Linked DNA regions of Mus musculus: all the other regions are linked to region 2. Evidence: chromatin contacts called from public promoter capture Hi-C data. All regions are on one chromosome and are shown on one strand. Each heading gives the region's core, a stretch centred on a gene start, on an enhancer-like site or on the middle of the called end of the contact. The rest is flanking DNA. Distances are from core to core; before and after follow the strand shown. Region 1 overlaps Cmip (c-Maf inducing protein). Region 2 holds the start of Bco1 (beta-carotene oxygenase 1). Region 3 holds the start of 4930563M20Rik (RIKEN cDNA 4930563M20 gene).

Region 1 (3,756 bases), core at 688-3,187, 310 kb after region 2:
GTGTATTGGGGAGGAGGGAATGAGTGTGAGTGTCAGTCTCTCTTAGTTACTCCCCGTGTGTTTGAGACAGGATCTCTCCCCGTGGCTGGAGTTCACTGATTCAGCTAAGACTAGCTGGCCAGTGAGCCCCAAGGACCCTTCTGTCTCTACCTCTCCAGTGTTGGACTCATAGGCACATAGCACCACGCTTAGCTTTCCTATGTGGTGCGGATCTGAGCTTAGGTCTTCATGCTTGCCCTGCAGGCATTTTCCTGGCTGAGCCATGGTCTCTGGTACCCAGATGAGTATTGGGTTGCAGCAAGTGCCACCACAGCCAGCCATGTTTGCAGAGTTTACATGGGGGGGGGGGGGCGGCAGTGCCACGTTTGCCGCATATATTAACAGTGGCTATTTCTGGATTATAGGATTTTTGAGGTTTTTTTTCTTCCTTCCTTCCTTCCCTTCCCCTTCCTTCCTTCCTTCCTTCCTTCCTTCCTTCCTTTCTTTCTTTCTTTCTTTCTTTCTTTCTTTCTTTCTTTCTTTCTTTCTCTCTTCTCTCTCCTCTTTGTGCTTTTCAGTATGGTTTCAATTTTCTTTAAAATGAGTGCCTATCATCTTTAGAGGAATAAGTAATTCTTCCAAACATAATAGCTTGCAGCTGGCCACCAAAATGGTTCCACGTTGAGAGCTTCCACCGAGCACAAGGGGAATCTGCTGTGGGGTTGCCCTGAGGATGCATTGTCCTGGTGATCGGGGTGAAATTAAAATAAATAAATAAACAAATAATGATCTTTTGACAAGGGCGTGGTTCTCTAGTACACATTGAAATCTGTGAGACCGGAGACCGGAGCTCAGCGGGCAGAGGTGGGAGGTCAGTCACCAGCAGCCAAAAACGCACGAGTGATGGGTTCAAAGTAGCCTATTTGGATCAGGGTGTATTTTGTCATTGAAGTAAGAGAGCTAGGGACACACTCCTGAGCGCCCTCTTCGTCAGCGCAGCCGATTTAATGGTCACAGGAGTGCTCTGCCCCAGTGGAACTTGCCATGCCTCTTCTGTCTTCAGAATGTACAAACCTATACCCGATTCGGTTCTCTTCCACCCTCTGTGCTGTAGCCGGTGCCAGCCTCAGTGGGTCAAGGAGTGCTGTGGAAAACGGAGGCTCTAGCACGGAGCCATGAGGTCAAGAGAGAAGGGGGTGGGGGGCGTGGGGCTGGTAGGCCAATGAAGGAACTCGAGGGAAGAAAGGGATGAGAGGGAAGAATTTAAAAACACCACGGGGAGGTGGGTGTGCTGGAGCTCGCCTGTAATCCCAGCACTTGGGAGGTTGGAGGCACATGGATGGCACAGCAAGTTCCACACCACCCTGGGTTGCTTGACACCGTACTGCAACAAGACAGAAAGATGGCTTATAGATACAAGTTTTATGCATACGATGCAGGTAGCACCAGGAAAGCAGAGTGCATGATAAGAGACGGGTGTGCTTTTTGTGTCCAAAGAGACAAATTACATGTCAGAGTTTCTGAGACTGGGACGAATTTCTCTGCCTAGAGATGTGGGACATAGAGCCCTAAAGGTGAAAAGGTTTCTTAATGGAGTCATTCTTACCCTGGTTCCATCCCCATCCGCTTGGGCTAGGATATGCCCTCCAGATACTTCCTTTTGAGCCCGGGTCATAAAACCATTGTATAATTCTTAATTCAGAAATGTCCCAGGAAGACCCCAGTGACCTTCAGGTTGAGCCTGGGTTATCAGTGAGGGCCGCTCCCTTTCTCTTTCCCCCTCTCCTCCTTCAGTGTTTGACTCAGAGTTTGTGGCATGTCACCTCCGCTAGCTATTGGCATGGGATGTCCTGACTCTTAAGATCCGTTTAAGCGATGAAGTTTATTCTGTTGAGAGTCCCAGCAAGCCGGGGCAGCATGGGGCCAGGCAGGCAGCCACAGAGACAGAGACGGGAGGGGAGTGCTTGGCTTGGACCTCCGCCCTCCATGGACTCTGTTTCCATGATGTCAGAGAGGCGGAACTAAGAAGAGTGCCTCAAATCCAGGAGGCCACAGCCCTGCCCTCCATTCGGGTTTGGAGGCAACACTGAGCGAGGTGAGCATGCCTCTGTTTTCCTTGCCTGGTTTCCTCCTGGGCTCGCTCCCCACCTGGCTGCAGCTGAATTCTGGCCTTCATCCTCACCATCCAGCTCTTTGTCTGAATGGCATTTGCCAAGAGACCTCATAGGATCCACCTAGGCAGAAGACACTCGGCTCACAGAAAGCCTTCTGTGGGCCGGGAACATTCCTGTTCTTACTGTGTTTGGCGACTTGGGGACTGAGTTTGGCGGAGGACCCCACGTTAAAAAAAAAAAACAAAAAAAACAAAAAAACAGTTTTCTAATTCCTTTTTATGTGTCATTGGGAACAGGGCGGGAAACTGCCGTTCCGTTCCGGCAGGGTGGTGTTCGTTCGGAGCCTGCCTGTCTGCAGACGCACCCTTGACCTTGGATGGAGTCTGTTCCTTTCTTGATGTATCCATTTCCTTTTGGGGAAAGCTCAGGCCAGGTTGACAACTTCCCAGGCCCTTTTCACCCCAGCCAGAGACATCCTTTGGTCATCTCGAGTGGTTTGCTAAGTCAGTGATGGATTACCACCTCTGTCCTCCTCCCCTCTCTCTCTCTCTCCACCCAGAAAAAGATTTACAAATACAAGAAAGTCCTGAGTAACCCAAGCCGCTGGGAGGTTGTCTTGAAGGAGATACGGACGCTGGTGGACATGGCCCTCACGTCGCCTCTGCAGGATGATTCTATCAACCAGGCTCCGCTGGAAATCGTCTCAAAACTGCTCTCAGAGGTAAGATGCATGCCCCCCACCCCCAGCCGGCCGAGCCCCCCACCCACCCCCATCCTCTAGGTTGTCTGTTTTTACTTCCATCTTGTATTCAGCCCCATCTGGGTGAGCAGGAGAGATCTACCTACCCGTGGTGTGCCATCCTGCAGTGGTTACTAAGGAAGCCAGTGTTTCTCACCAAGCTTGCTGGTTCTAGTTGGCCTCTAAACTTGTCTGGAGGCTTAGGGGACTGTCACTTTTGCTAAGCCCTAGGTTAAACGCACATCTTGGATAGTGGCTCTGACAGCAGCCGCTGCAACTCCCAGGGTCAAGTGCCAACTCTGTAGACCTCTAAAGACCCAAAGCAGTGGGTTTCATCCTTCCTGATACTTGGACCCTTTAATACAGCCCCCCATGTTATGGTGACAACCCCCCCCCACTGCCCCTCACAGCCATTCAGTTATTTTCGTTGCTATTTCTTAACTGTAGTTTCACTGTTCTGAATCGCAATGTAAATATCTGTTTTCCAGTGGTCTCTGGTGACCCCTGTGAGAGGTCTATTTGGTGACCCCCCCCTCCTCTAGGGGGCCAAGCCCCACAGGTTGAGAACCACTGCCCTAGATGAACCCTTCCATTCTGCTCTGTCTAGCTGGGGCAGCATCTCGTCCTGGTTTTGTTAAGTCCTTGTCAGCTTTCTGTCCCACGCACCCTCCGCCATACGCATCGTTTGCCTTGCTGGAGGTTTTTAAAAAAAAAAAAAAAAAAAAAAAAAAAAGTACTTCGTGCGCGTGATGCAGGTGGCGGCAGGAAATTGTCACACGTATATGAAACTGTCAAACAATAGAACAAGGCAAAAAGGTTTAAAAAAAAAAAAAGAAAAAAGGAAAAAAAAGTAATTGGACTTCAGCACAATGGCCGTTTCCAGGTTCTCTTTAAAGATGGAAAAAATCTGGCTACGTTGGGGCA
Region 2 (3,962 bases), core at 277-2,776:
ACCCTGAACGACTCTCTGCTCAGCTCTCACCCTCCTACCTCCACAGTTGGGCTATGTGAAGGCAAGCCCTGTGGCTCTCTCCCTCTCTCCTCAAACTCTGTCTGTCTGTCTGTCTGTCTGTCTGTCTCTCTCTCTCTCTCTCTCTCTCTCTCTCTCTCGTGTGTGTGTGTGTGTGTGTGTGTGTGTGTGTGTGTGTGTGTGTGTGTGTGTGTGTGAGCTTGTCTATAGGCCAGAGGACAACTTTGGCAGTTGCCTTTTCTGGTACCATCCATCTTATCTATTTATTTTTGAACTCACCAAGGGGCTAAGCTGGTTGGCCATCAGCTAAGGAGCTGCCTGCCTCAACCTCCTGAGTACTGGGATTGTATACATGCAGCAGGCAGCAGGCAGCAGGCAGCAGGCAGCAGGCAGCAGGCAGCAGGCAGCAGGCAGCAGACAGCAGACAGCAGACAGCAGACAGCAGGCAGTACCAGCACCAGGCTTGGCTTGGCTCCCCCACCCTTTTTTTTAACCCTGAGTCCTGAGAGTTGATCTCAGGGTCTTTCTTTGGCAAGTAGAATACTCTACTGACTGATCCCTGTCTCCAATCCCAAAGCATCTTTAGTTTTATAATTTCTTTAATTACATAAGACAGGGAGATCATACATATTCACGAGGTGTCCTGTGGTGTTTTGATTCCTGTATATGTGGTGGAGTGTGGAAGCCTTCTGCTGCTCTCCTGGCTGAGGGCGTCACTTCGAGCAGCAGGAACCGAGAATCCCCCAATTCCCACCCTATGCTCTCAAAAATGCAGTGTGGATTTTAGTCTTTGGGTCCTCCCTCTTATCAGTCTGAGTTGAACTGAAGGGTTCCCGATGGACTGGCTATGCAGAAGGCCTCAGGGATCCTCCTGTCTCTGCCTCCCAGCTCTGGAATTCATTCGGGTGCTCTGGGCAGAATTCAAAGCCTCGCTTGTGCACAGGCCCTGACGTTGTTTTGTGTTTTAATTGTTCTTTGGTTCCCGAAAAAGCCAAGTCTTTGTCTTCCCCATCTTTGCTTTTTAAATGGGCACATGACACATCTTTGAGCCCTCCTTCCAAAAAGAAAACCAATCAAGTGTCCGTTGATAGGATTTTTTTTAAGAGTGGGAACGAACCAAGCCCCAGGTTAAAATCAAAGCCTTCTCTCTCTGTTTGCAGAAGGCAAAGATGTCACCAGCCCACAACTTGCAATAGTGCGGTCAATGTCTTTGATGGTCCCCTCGCTTGAAGAGCCTTTGCTGATCCCAAATGCTGTTCTCTCTGCTCTAACCATAAATGCATCCAGTTCTCAGGATGGGCTAGCTCGGGCAAACTCAGCAGAACGCGCCAAATCATCTCTTCCGACTCAGAGCGGAGCCTTCCTTGGCTAAGCTAAAAGTGAAATCAGAGCGGAGGAGTTGGAAAAACACTAATGGGATTAAAGATTAGCAGTAACACATGGCTTGGGAACTGACCTTTGACCTAACACACACACACTGTATAAATTACCCAGCAGCTTCCGGCAGCAGGCAGAAGCACCGGTCAGCTTGGGGAAGGGACACAGAGGAAGAGACGGAGTGTACAGGGACCAAGGATGATGTCAAGGAGCAAAGAGCAGGAAGACAGGAGGCTTTGAGCACACACGGCTTTGTCTATTCCAGTAACAACCCCCTTGCTGCCGCTCACCGGTTCCATGGAGATAATATTTGGCCAGAATAAGAAAGAACAGCTGGAGCCAGTTCAGGCCAAAGTGACAGGTGAGACTTCTGTATTTAGATGGGCATTTTCCTCACCCCCTCCCCCTCCCTTTATCCCTCACCCCCACTCCCACCTCCACCTCCCCTGCCCCATGTTAGAAGTTGCTTTTGGAAGCCTGGAAACCCATATATGGCAACAGGATGAGCCAGTATCCAGAAACAGTCTCTGTAACCAATAGGGTATGTTTCTACACGGTAACTCGGTGTCCACGGGGAGAGCAATCCTTTCTCACTGTCTCCAGAGGAGTGTTGGGAATGCTCCGATAGCCACGGTGCAAGTGGGGGAGACCAGAGGACAACTTGTAGGAGCTGCTTCTCGCCATCATGTCGGTCCCAGGGATGGAACCCAGGTTGTCAGGCTTGGCTGCAAGCCTCTTTCAGGCACTTATGATTACAGTGGGTAGTGGGAACTGAACTCAGGCCCTCAGGAACTGGAAGCAGTGTGTGCTCTTAGGCACTGCACCATCTTTCCAAACCCTCTCTCTTTAAGTTTTCGTAAGACAAGATAGATGTCTCTCAGTCAGGGTTACCATCGCTGTGACAAAACACCCTGAACAAAGCAACTTGGGGGAGGAAAGGGCTTGGCTTCCACTCTCTGCATCCCTGTTCATCATCTAAGAAGTCAGGACAGGAACTCAGGGCAGGAACCTGGAAGCAGGGGCTGATGCAGAGGCCATGGGGGGTGCTTACCAGCTTGCTCCCCGTGGCTCTCTCTTCATAGATAGTTGATGGAGAGCGCTCCTGAAAGTGATCCTTCAAACTCAAACACGCTAAGGCTCAGGTGCCACCCTCAAGTCCACATTCACCTCATTACTTGAAGCAAGACCTCTCACCAACCTGGAACTTACCAGTTAGACTGACTAACAAGTCCCAGGAATCCTCCTGCCTCTGCCTCCCCAGCACTGGGATAACAAGCCCATGTTATCTCTCATGGCTGACCTTTTGTCACATGGGTTTGGAAGGCCAGCTCAGGACCTCCTGCTTGTGTGGTAAGCACTTTATCCACCGAACCATCTCCCCAGCCTCTAGAATATTCTCTCATGTGGTGAAGCAAACGTTCTCCCTCAAGACTCTGCCTGTCACCTCCAGAAAGCCACTGCTTCCCAGCTCTTAGCCAGGCAAGGCACTTCTGTTCTGCACAGCTCAGGGCTGCAGCGCTGCTTCTGGCAAAATGTATTTGGAGAGCCTATTTGTCCATCTCTTAATGGACAGCGGGCGACTTCAGAGTAGGGACAGCGTCTGTCCTCCTTGGTCCTCTTCAGTGCTAGCAAACTGCCTGCCCTATTATACCTTTTCTAGATAGGACCGTGGAATACACGGACAGATAATGAATAGTATATTCCGTGCACTTAGTTCCTTTTTTATGACCCTCCCACATTCCATCCCCCCACCCCCACCCCTTTCTTTCCGAGACTTTTCAGTCTGGCCATGGAATCTGGCAACTAAACAGTTTATCCTTCCACAGGCAGCATTCCAGCATGGCTGCAGGGGACCCTGCTCCGAAACGGGCCCGGGATGCACACAGTGGGAGAGAGCAAGTACAACCATTGGTTTGATGGCCTGGCCCTTCTCCACAGTTTCTCCATCAGAGATGGTAAGAGCCTGGCATGAGTTTGCTGTTGTCATGGTAACCGATACCAGGCTGACTGACTCCGTGGCCTGAAGCAATAGGAGTTTTTTTTCCTCTGTCCATTCTGGAGGGTCAGAAGTCTGAAACTGATCTCACTGGGGAGATGCCCAAAGTATTGGCAGGGTTGCTTTTCTTCTGGAAGCTCTGGGGAGAACACAGTGCCGTGCTTTCACACGATTTCAGAAGGTGGCTGTACCCTTGGCTCCTGGCCACCTCCCTGTCTCAAACCAGGATTTACAGTCTTACAAGGACTCTATAATGCCACTGTAACCAGTCACACAACCCCCCAAAGCTTTAGCTGAGTAAGGCTTACAAAGTCCCTCCCGTCACACGGGTGCTGCAGGGTTCAGATGCCGTTGGATTCCAGTGAAAGATTCATGCAGCCCCACTGCAAACGATTCTTTGGAAAGGGGCCAGGGTTTCTCATCATTTCATCTTATGATGAAATCTCCATGGGATGAGCAACACCCAGAAAGGGGGCAAACTGGGAACTCAGACATGCCTCTCTAATCAAAACCAGAAAAGGCTAGACTAAGAAGAAGCAAGCTGGGCACACCACTTGCCCTAACCATCATG
Region 3 (3,607 bases), core at 946-3,445, 290 kb before region 2:
GTGTGCACATAAATACAGAGAGAAAGGGAGAAGGAGAGGGGGAGGGGGAGGGGGAGAGAAGGAGGGGGGAGGGGGAGGGGGAGAGAGGGAGGGGAGGGGGAGAGAGGGAGAGGGAGAGAGGGAGGGGAAGGGGGAGAGGGGGAGGAGAGGGAGAGGGGGAGGGGAGGGGGAGAGAGGGAGGGGGAGGGGGAGAGAGGGAGGGGGAGGGGAGAGGGGGAGAGGGAGAGGGAGGAGACTGACAGACTGACCAACCTCTAAAAAGATCTGGGTAAAACCTATCTATGGGGCAACTTTCTCTCAAGATCTCAACCCTAAGTAGAGTGCTTGGCCTCGGGTACCATGTCTTGTGAATTTAAGTATGTTTTCTGATATGCTTGAGCTCCATCCATTCATTCCCTCTCTCTACATAGCCCAGTTTCTCACGTGTTTCATTTACAGGCATGAGTCATCTATACGTCCTTTATTGTGGTGGTACTGTGACAAACCTTCATGCTTATTCCAGTTTCATTCTGAAATAACATGCTGACCAAAAACAACTTGGGTAAGGAAAGGGTTAATGTGGCTTACCCTTTCAGGTCACAGTTCATTTCTGAGGGAAGTCAGAGCAGAAACCTGGAGGCGGGAACCATAAAGCCAAAGTGCTTGTTAGATCACTTCCTGGCTTGCTCACTCTCTTGTGCCTCCCTGGCATCCTTACTCAGCCCAGGTCTACATGTCTAGGAAATGGTACCATCTACAGTGGACTGGGTCCTTTGGACAATCACCTATATTAGTCAGGGTTCTCTAAAATCATAGAACTTATAGAATGTCTCTATATATTAGGGAACTTATTATTATGACTTACAGTCTGCATTCTAACTAACCCAACAATGGGCAGCTGTGAACAGGAATTCCAAGAATCTAGTAGTTGCTCAGTCCCGCGAGGCTGGGTGTTTCAGCTGGTCTTCTGTATAAGCTGGAATCCTGAAGAAGCAGGTTCCAACAGATGTGCTGGCAAGTAAGTGCAAGCAGACGAAGAAGAGTGAGCCTTCCATCTTCCACTGTCCTTATGTAGGTCTCCAACAGAAGGTGTGGCCCAGATTAAAAGTATGTATCACCACACCTGGATTTGGAACTTTCTCTATCTCAGGCTAGCCCTGAACTCAGAGATCTGCTCGGCTAAGTCTCCTGAGATAAAAGTGTGTACTACCTTGCCTGGGCCTAAGCATTTCACGGCCACTATGCCTCAAGATCTGGATCAAAACCATGTCAATGTCCAGCTCAGAAGTCTGTCTTTCAGTCTCAAGATCTGCATCACAGGTGTGCCCTCCATTTCCAGACTGTAGTGCATTCCAGATATAGTCAAGTTGACAACCAGGAATAACCATCACATTACCCTTCCCCAGAAATACCCACAGTCCAATTTGATCTAGGAAATTCCTAAACCAAGGCTTCCCCGCCAGTTGGCATCTAGGCTGGGTCGTGTTGCCAATGTATACTAACTAGGGCACATAAGTGTGTGCGCTTCCTAGAGTCCACTGCTAAACATTTATGAGCACTTCACTGTCTAAAATATTTTTTGGGTTACCAAAAATAAGCATGATTTGCAAATGTAGCTACAGCTGAAGAAACCAAGCGGCTCCGGGGAAGGGGTCACTAGAGCGAAAATGAGAAGGTCGACAGAAAAGGTCCCTTTTTCTAAGTGGGGCAAAAAGGAAGTAAGCCCATCTGTTCTCTGTCGGCGCCTGGTGTGGTCGGAACCCGTGGGAGGCTGCGTCCTCATCTGGAAGGCACCACCACACAGAGACAGCAAGGAATCCGAGAATAAAACGTTCAAAGGACCATCTCTACAGTTAGCTTTCCTGGTGATTTTAAATTGCCTAGATCCCCAGAGGCCACACAGAAAGCAATGAGGTCCTATGATGCCTACCTGCCTGAACCTCCTGCGGGTCACCCAAGGCTTTGAGCTTCGTCCCCTACACTGTGGGTAAACGTGGTGAGACAGACTTCCCGTGAATGGAAAACACTGCTTGTTCATTTCTAATGCGATTATATGATCATTTCATATAATTTTAAGTTTTAAGAAGAGATAGTCTTAAAAGGGGGAAAGTCCAGGGAGTATTAGGAAACTTGGGTGCTTCATCAAGTCCAGGTTTTAAAACCAAACTTAAAAATAAAAGCGTGCGCGCCCGAGCGCCGGGTCTTACGTATGCTCATACATACGTGTGTACGTACGTACGTACGTGCGTGCGTGCGTGCGTGCGTGCGAGCATGCCTGTGTGCCTGCGCACGCATGCGTGTATGAGTGCGTGTCTGTGCGCATGCCTGCCTACGTGCTTGCGGATGTTCGTGCATGTGTGCGTGCGTGCTTAAGTACCAATATGCCTGCGTGCACGTGCCTATGATGGCTGGAGAGCAACTTTGGCTCAAGTGTCATCCATCGACTTCTTTGGAGCAAGGTCTCTCGCTGGCCTGAAGCTTGCTGGTTAGGCTAGGCTAAGCTAGCTGGCAGCAATCCCTGGAAATCCTCCTGTCTTCGCGTCCCCAAAGCTGGGATTATTAGCTCAAGCCTACATGCATGCCACTTAAATTCAGCCATCTGCCTCACACCCCCCAAATGCGTTTTTACATGCCGCCTGTGTTTTACTTTGAGTGCATTTGGGTCTCATTCCTTAAACATATTTCTACGGCTTTATTTCTTAAGTGTGTGCCCTTTATCATTCTTTTTGGGAAAGAGGACAGAAATCATCTGGATATTATTCGCTGAAAGACAACCTGGCTTTTTGTTTGATTCTGGCCTTTATTATGAAAGCCTCTGAGAGACAGATGATCTTTGAGCTTCATTTCCTTCCTTACGATGGAAACTTTCTTGTGGAACCTCTCCAATGCATTACCTAGGAACGGTCTCCTTGGGCTGCAAGTCAAGATGCCAGGAATAATGTTTCCCTGTTACTGAGGAAGGACCTGCCCTGCCCCACTCACAGTTTAAGGGGACATGGTCCTTCACAGGGAAGGAAGGCAGTGAGTGGCTCTGTGGTGGCAGCAATGTACAGCAGCTAGTCAAATCAGGGGCAGAGAAAGGGGTGGCCAGAGCCAAGCCAGTTTTCACCTTTCTCCTTTATATTGAATCAGGGACGCGATCCACTACATTCTAGGTGGGCTTAAAGTGCCTTGGAATCGCCTTTATAGATCCACACTAATGGCCTAGGTATAATCTTAATCTAATCAAGTTAACACTCAAAATTAAACAACGTGGGGTCTAGGGACATGGTTCAGCAGTTGAAAGTACTTACTAACCTTGCAGAGGACCAAGGTTCCAGTCCCAGCACCCACATGGTGGCTCACAACCACTCATAACTCCAGGGGTCCTGACACCCTCTTCCGGACTCTTAAGCACCAGATATAAATATGGTGAACATACATGTATGTAGGTAAAACACCTATACACATAAGGTAAAAAATAGATTTTTAATTGAGCACCATAGAAGGAGGTTATCAAGTTTACACACTACTATAAACTGCCCCAGCCTCAGCAGGAAAGTGACTCTCCATCTAGCGAAGCGAGTGTCTACAGTTCCTGCTCAGAGAGGCAGGGTATGGAGGGAAGAATGTTCCAGAACTTTCAGAG

What was found. Promoter capture Hi-C pulls out the DNA fragments that hold promoters and counts their contacts.
Region 1: a promoter capture Hi-C map of liver shows a contact between it and region 2. The contact joins the enhancer-like site here to the promoter of Bco1 in region 2. A contact is called at or near these places in 11 of 39 promoter capture datasets (the 3T3-L1 cell line, the C10 cell line, embryonic stem cells and 5 more), 1 of 15 datasets of contacts at CTCF or cohesin (large pre-B cells), 1 of 484 Hi-C or Micro-C datasets (bone marrow-derived macrophages) and 2 of 9 other capture datasets (liver and pancreatic islet).
Region 3: a contact with region 2 is called in a promoter capture Hi-C map of stem cell-derived epiblast-like cells, with 2.4 times the contacts expected there. The contact joins the promoter of 4930563M20Rik here to the promoter of Bco1 in region 2. A contact is called at or near these places in 3 of 39 promoter capture datasets (embryonic stem cells, liver and stem cell-derived epiblast-like cells).

What each region holds. Positions count from the first base shown.
Region 1 is chr8:117,408,609-117,412,364 of GRCm38.p6, forward strand. It overlaps Cmip (c-Maf inducing protein), which reads left to right. Exons shown (of 21, transcript NM_001163262.1): 4 at 2,653-2,814. Among named protein-coding and RNA genes, the nearest start is that of Gm39260, 13 kb to the right of the region's middle. Within about 2 kb of position 1,938, at least 33 of the 459 cell types and tissues checked have an H3K27ac peak or open chromatin away from gene starts, as enhancers often do. A contact at or near this core is called in embryonic stem cells and liver, where this site is marked.
Region 2 is chr8:117,094,339-117,098,300 of GRCm38.p6, forward strand. Bco1 (beta-carotene oxygenase 1) reads left to right here and starts at 1,527. Exons shown (of 11, transcript NM_021486.3): 1 at 1,527-1,756; 2 at 3,222-3,350. The coding sequence starts at 1,693.
Region 3 is chr8:116,799,217-116,802,823 of GRCm38.p6, forward strand. 4930563M20Rik (RIKEN cDNA 4930563M20 gene) reads right to left here and starts at 2,196. Exons shown (of 4, transcript NR_046193.1): 1 at 1,910-2,196; 2 at 845-990.